2 separate regions of the Sus scrofa genome follow, and region 1 is linked to region 2. A link is a contact called in public Hi-C data. All regions are on one chromosome and are shown on one strand. The core of a region is the stretch at or near the end of the contact, and the rest is flanking DNA. Distances in the headings are between cores, read along the strand shown.

Region 1 (3,058 bases), core at 303-2,802, 61 kb before region 2:
CAACATCAGATCTGAGCCACGTCTGTGACCTATATCCCAGCTTATGGCAACACTGGATCCTTGACCCACTGAGCGAGGCCAGGGATCAAACCCGCAACTTCATTGTTCCTAGTCAGATTCATTTCTGCTGAGCCAAGATGGGAACTCCAAGACATTTGTGTTTATACTCTTGGGTTATTGCAATAAAAATAGACTAAATCCATGTAATATACATAAAAGTATAAGATCTAAAGACAATTTCCACCAACCTCAAGAGAAATGCTTCTATCACATGCTGTATGTGTTTGGAAGGTGGAAAGCTTAATGCACCACAAGGGCTATTTTCCTTAGGGTTCAGTTTTTGGGAGAGCCAGAAAGGTCCTGCTGTTTCTCTTAATCTCTGCAGCCCTGGAGGCCACAGCCCCACAATAGACAGAAATACACTGTCACCTCAAACACTTTCATGGCAGGAACTTAGATGAGCAAGGCAGGCAGGGTATAGGATGGTGACCATATCATTGATCGTCCAAATGCAAACACTTTTAAGGGTGGAGAAGGGAACTCTTATTAATTACACAGGGATAACTGGCATAAACTGGGATCATCTGGGCAAATCAGGATATGTGCTCCCTGCTGTTTAGAAGCCATATGGAATGAGGGGCCTCTAGCTCCAACTAGAGTGCTGGTCCTAGAGACAGTGTGATAGGGCAAAACAGGGCTCCAACCAAACATGCAGCCACTGATTTCCAATATTTGAATACAATGCTACAATGTTGAATACAAAAATTCTACAAGATAACCAATATAACATGTATAATATGAAACCAATTATGTGATATATATATACATACACAGATATAGATAGATATATACATGTACAGATGATTTTATATATATATATAATATATAATATATATAATATGTGAAAGCAGGAAAGAAATATAGGAAAGTATAGTTTGCCGCAGGAGATGGTGAGGAATGATTTTTGTCTCTTAAATTTTCCATGAGTTTTTTTTTATTAAGTATACATTTCAGAATCAGAAAAAAGCACTTTGTATATGTGTTTAAAAGTGGAATATATGTGTAGATGTATGTAACATAATCTATTTTCTCATGTGATCTGTCCAGCACCAGTCCATCTGGCCAGAGACTCCTGTCATCTTCTTATACTCGGCCTTGGGTGGTAGTCTATGTCGGGATCAGGCAGGGCCCATGGAAGAGCCGAAAAGAATCCTCAGAAAATACCTGTTCCCTGAATTCTCTGCCCAACCTGGTGCCAAGTAAGAGAAAGGACAGACTCTTGTTAAAGATTAACAGGAGTGGCTATGCACACATTTGCAGTGAAATGTTTTCCTATCATTACACAATCTTTAAAAATGATTTAAAAATTTAAAAATTCCAGTCTTTAAAAATTGTGTAAAATTTTCTGTGTATAATCTGTTTTCTTAATTATCTCCTCTCTGTCCCACCCCACCCCACGAAAGGAAGGTTGTTGTTGTTGGTTGCTTGTGTTAAAAGCAGTTCTGCTGGTGAGACTGGATCCCTTTGCCTGGCCACAAAAGGAGACCTGTTCAAGGTCTCTGACCCCAGGATCCATGGGCCGGGAGATGGGTCAGAGTGCTGTCACCACAGTCTAGGAAGAGAACCTCACCTTCTTGGCTTTTCTGCTGGTTCTTTGGGTTAAAAAATCACCAAAGCTGGCAAAAGTTGCTGTGTTCTCCCCTCTGGATTCAGTAGCAGTGTATTGTATTTTCACATGCATTTTGTACTTCACTAGAAAGGCTTTGAGATGGCACAGCAGCATTTTTATTTTTAGGTTTGGTTTTACTTATTCCATTTACAATTTTGGGTGTACCAAAATGAATATTTCAATAAGATTTTTCAAAGGAAGGAAAGAAATCAGAGCAAAGGGAAAATAAATGGAGAGGAGGAGGAGAGTGGATGGAAAATCCACATAGAGAATCCCTGTGGTGAGGTCACAAAGACTGGGTGGGACACTCAGCCGGGAGGCCCTAATGGTTAAAGAGAATCCCAGACAGAAGAGTCACCATGACTGGTTCAACAAGGAGAAGACTGTGAAGCAGTCTTCTTTATGGTTGTAATAATTTTTATTTTATTTATCTATTTATTTATTTATTTATTTATTTTGTCTTTTTGCCTTTTCTAGGGCCGCTCTCATGGCATATGTAGATTCCCAGGCTAGGGGTCTAATCAGAGCCTGTAGCCACCGGCCTACGCCACAGCCACAGCAACAAGGGATCCGAGCCGCATCTGCAACCTACACCTTAGCTCACGGCAACGCCAGATCCTTAACCCACTGAGCAAGGCCAGGGATCGAACCCGCCACCTCGTGGTTCCTAGTTGGATTCGTTAACCACTGAGCCACGACGGGAAATCCCGTTTTTATTTTTATTTGCTTTTTAGGGCTGCACCTGAGGCACGTGGAGGCTCCCAAGGTAGGGGTCCAATCGGAGCCATAGCTTCTGGCCTACACCACAGCCATAGCAATGTGGGATCCCGCCACATCCTGGAACTACACCACAGCTCATGGCAATGCTGGATCCCCAACCCAATGATCGAGGCTAGGGATCAAATCCGCAACCTCATGGTTCCTAGTTGGACTCATCTTCACTGAACCACAACAGGAACTCCATGGCTGTAATCATTTTAAAGTCCTATCAGTAGGTAGCTGATACCACATGGAAACTGGTGTTGAAATGGCCGAGCTAAAAGATGGGAAAGAGCCTGAGAACCTGAATCACTGCCTGGAGGAGAGCTGCTCACCTACCAGAAATTTCTATTAAACATTTGAGAGTTTGTGTGTTACAGCACACAAACATGCCCTAACTAATATACCCACGAGGAAAAGTCATTATTGCACAAATCAGTGTCATTACCTTTTTATATGTTTGGGCCCCCCCTCTTCAATTAAACTGCAAGTTCCTTTGGAACCCATCCTTTTTTTTTTTAATTAAAAAAAATTTTATGTTCTCAGAGAGCCTAGCATAGAGCCATGCATACAATGAGCCTTCAATAAATGCTAAATGATCTATTCAACAAGCTCCTAATGGGATGGAAC
Region 2 (3,211 bases), core at 63-2,562:
GGGAGGAAACAATTACTGTGGCCACTGTTCAGATGTTCTGGGACTGTGAGAGAAGCCCAGTGACAGTCCTTAGGCTACTGTCATACAGTCAGCCTGAGTATTGTCACATAGTTAAGGTTGAGTATGAGGCCTGAGTGAGCACAAGCTCACACCAAAGTCAGTACAAGTACATTCGCCTATTACGGACTGCTCTGGAGGCAGATTGCCTGAGGCCCAGTGTACTTCTGCCCTCACTAGCTTTCGACCTCCCCGTACCTCTGTGTCCTCATCTGTAAAAAGGGACTAATGACAGCACCCATCTCATAAGGTTATGATGAAGATTCAATAGGATAATTGTGAAATGTTTCAGTAAAGGCTGTCATTATTAGAGGCATTATAAAAATAATTCTTCTCATGCCTCAAACTCAAAGCAGTTCCAGATAAGAGCCGGCCATGCAGTGCTGGACACAAGTACCACTGTAACCAGGACCTCGGTTATTAGAGGTTAAGGTACCAGCAGACCTCAGGGGGCTAAGAGGAACAATAACATTTGGGCTAGGAGCCTGAAAAAAGCTGGCCTCTGAAAGGCCCCTAATGGGCATCGCATGGATGCAGACAGTAGCCCTCAAAACCGCACCGCCAGGGCTGAGCAGCAGACAGGCCCCAAGAACTTGGCAGGTGAACACTGCCATTAGTGACGTGGAACCAGTGCGCGGCCCCAGCTATACCCGGGGTGATCTCTTCGGTTGCTTCATGTCCAGGCAGCTGCAGAAGTACAGACTGGGGCCTTCCCAGCCAGGTCTGTGGCAAAACCCCACGTGGGAGCAGTGGTGAAACCGGGTTAAAAGGAGTCCTGCACATCGTTGCCAAATAAAATAGGAAAAGAAAGCCCCCGCCCGCCAAATCAGCGGGGCACGCGGTTGCGGAAGGAAGACACGAAAGGGCGTCTCCCGGCCTCCAACTGCACCGCAGACTTCTGGGCTGAACCGCCACAATTTGCTCTTTGCCCCCCTCGGATTCGTTATGAAATCCCGGGACAGTTAGGGCTACTTCAGAGGCGTTTCCCCAACGCTTCCCGGAACTCCCCCACCTGCTGCCCGGCCGGCACGCGCGCGACCTGACGGGAAGGCCGGCGCGCGGCGGGTGGGCGGGACCTGATGTGGGGGCGTGTTCTGTGATGGGGCGGGGCCTGAGAACCGGGCAGGGCGGGCGCGGCACGCGCACCGGCAGCAGCCTGTCTCCACAGCGGTAGGGGCTGGGGCACAGCCAGCTCACGGCGGCGACGGCGGCGCCCTTAAATAGCATTCGGAGCCAGTGCAGGGCAGGCAGTGGGCTGCGGTGACAGCCGGCGGCGAACCGCCTGGCCTGCGGAGGAGGTGAGTGCTCCTGCCGCGAGGAACCGTGTCCGTGCACGCTGTGGCCCCGAGGTCTTAGCGGAGCCGCGAGGCTGATGCTGCTCCGCCGGCAGGAGCCTGGGAGGCGGCGGCCTCAGCAGAGGCGCGCGAGCCGGCCCTCGGCTAGCCGGGACGTGCCGCTTTTCCGGCCTCTGCCCTGCGGCCCCCTGGGTTCCCGCTGCAACTGAGGCCTCCGGGCCGCCCGAGCCGCCGCCGCTTCCTGTGCCGGAGCCGGGGATATCGGCCCTCGGCTCCCTGCGGACGGCGCCGGGCTGGTGCACCGCGGCGTGTGGGTGACGCGGGCCGCGGGACTGGATCCTTATTTTTATGACGGCGAGGACCGGCCTGGCGAGAAGCGGGACCCGGGGCTGCAGATGCGAGGGATGATCCCGCGGCGCGGTGACGGTGCTCTCTCGGTCCGACCTCCCTCCTGCCCCTGGGCGGGGTTTGAGGCGCGCTCCGATCGCGCGTGGACGCATCGGTGCAGGCTGTGACCCAGCCTCCGCGCGATGGTGGCTCCTGCGCGCGGCGCTTGCGGGAGGGTCAAAGGCAGCATCGGAAGCGGGTTGCCACATGTGGAAATTCTCGCGGTGCCTCCACAGTAGTGCCCGTGCCGCTGCGCAGAGCTGTGATGGAGTGAGTCATTTGAGGAGTCTGGCATTTTTTGAAAATAGGAAGCAAAAATGATGCTATCTATCACCTTGCAGCCTAGACGGAGAGTGCTGGTAGGTGGCTTGAACGAACACGTGGACGAGAACCTAGAGACGGATGCTCTCGCCAATCAGTGTGTACGTTAGAATAGCACACCCCTTCCTCACCCAACCTACTTCCAAGGTTATGGAGCTTAATTAAGACCATTATAAAAGTGCCCTTGCCTTTTAAAGTTCAGACTTCTAAGCTTCTTGTTAGTGCAGGAATAAGTGCCCCAACTGTTAATATGCTTCCTTTTATTTTCTAAATTTATTTTTTATTTTATTTGTTTTATTTTTTGGCCCCACCTGGGGCATGTGGAAACTCCTGGGCCAGGGATGGAACCCGTGCCACAGCAACGACCGGAGCAGCTGCAGGGACAACCCCAGATCCTTAACCCGAAGCACTATAAGAGAACTCCCCTTCCTTTAGACCAAGAGAAACTGCTTAAATTCCAGTTTCTGACACAAATTTCATCTATGATTATCTCACTGTAAACAGTTATTTACTTAAACACTTAAACAAAAAGCCAATCAAAGCCTTCTGGCTGATTGAGCATTTTCAGGTGGAGGTGGCAGGTCAGGTTGATTTAAAACCTAAGGTGTGAGTTGACAGTCTGGTTGGGTGGGCTTGAGAAGGTGGACTTTTAAAGGAAACCTTGCTTCCCATCAGTGTGGAGCCAGGCTTGGGAGTCTTGTTCTTTTTTGGGGGGGGGGACTTTTTAGGGCCTCACCCAAGGCACATGGAAGTTCCCAAGCAAGGGGTTGAATCAGAGCCACAGCTGCCAAGCTACACACAGCCACAGCAACACCAGAACTGAGCTGTGTCTGCAACCTACACCGCAGCTCATGGCAACGCTGGTTCTTTAACCCACTGAGCGAGGCCAGGGATCAAACTCACATCCTCACAGATACTGGTCGGGTTGTAACCACTAGCCACAGTGGAACTCCTAGGCTTTTAAATTTGGGGCATTTAGAAAGTTCCTGTGTGCCAGCAGCTGCAGGTTCAGTCCCTGGCCTGGGAATTTCCACATGCCTTGGGTGTGGCCAGCAATATAGTGATTAGTTAATTGGGAACATTTAAGAAATAGAGACTTGGGACAAACTCAGGTAGAGGCAGGTATATCATACAGGTTGAGTTTTCATAGC

What was found. Hi-C and Micro-C count contacts between places; a contact is called where the count stands out from the background.
Region 1: a Hi-C map of liver shows a contact between it and region 2, with 2.4 times the contacts expected there. The contact joins the enhancer-like site here to the promoter of ACSL1 in region 2. A contact is called at or near these places in 1 of 5 promoter capture datasets (liver), 5 of 47 Hi-C or Micro-C datasets (liver and skeletal muscle) and 1 of 2 datasets of contacts at active chromatin or transcription factors (alveolar macrophages).

Annotation. Positions count from the first base shown.
Region 1 is chr15:45,992,260-45,995,317 of Sscrofa11.1, reverse strand. No RefSeq gene overlaps it. Among named protein-coding and RNA genes, the nearest start is that of ACSL1, 61 kb to the right of the region's middle. Within about 2 kb of position 1,552, at least 4 of the 83 cell types and tissues checked have an H3K27ac peak or open chromatin away from gene starts, as enhancers often do. A contact at or near this core is called in liver, where this site is marked.
Region 2 is chr15:45,931,213-45,934,423 of Sscrofa11.1, reverse strand. ACSL1 (acyl-CoA synthetase long-chain family member 1) reads left to right here and starts at 1,312. Exons shown (of 21, transcript NM_001167629.2): 1 at 1,312-1,355.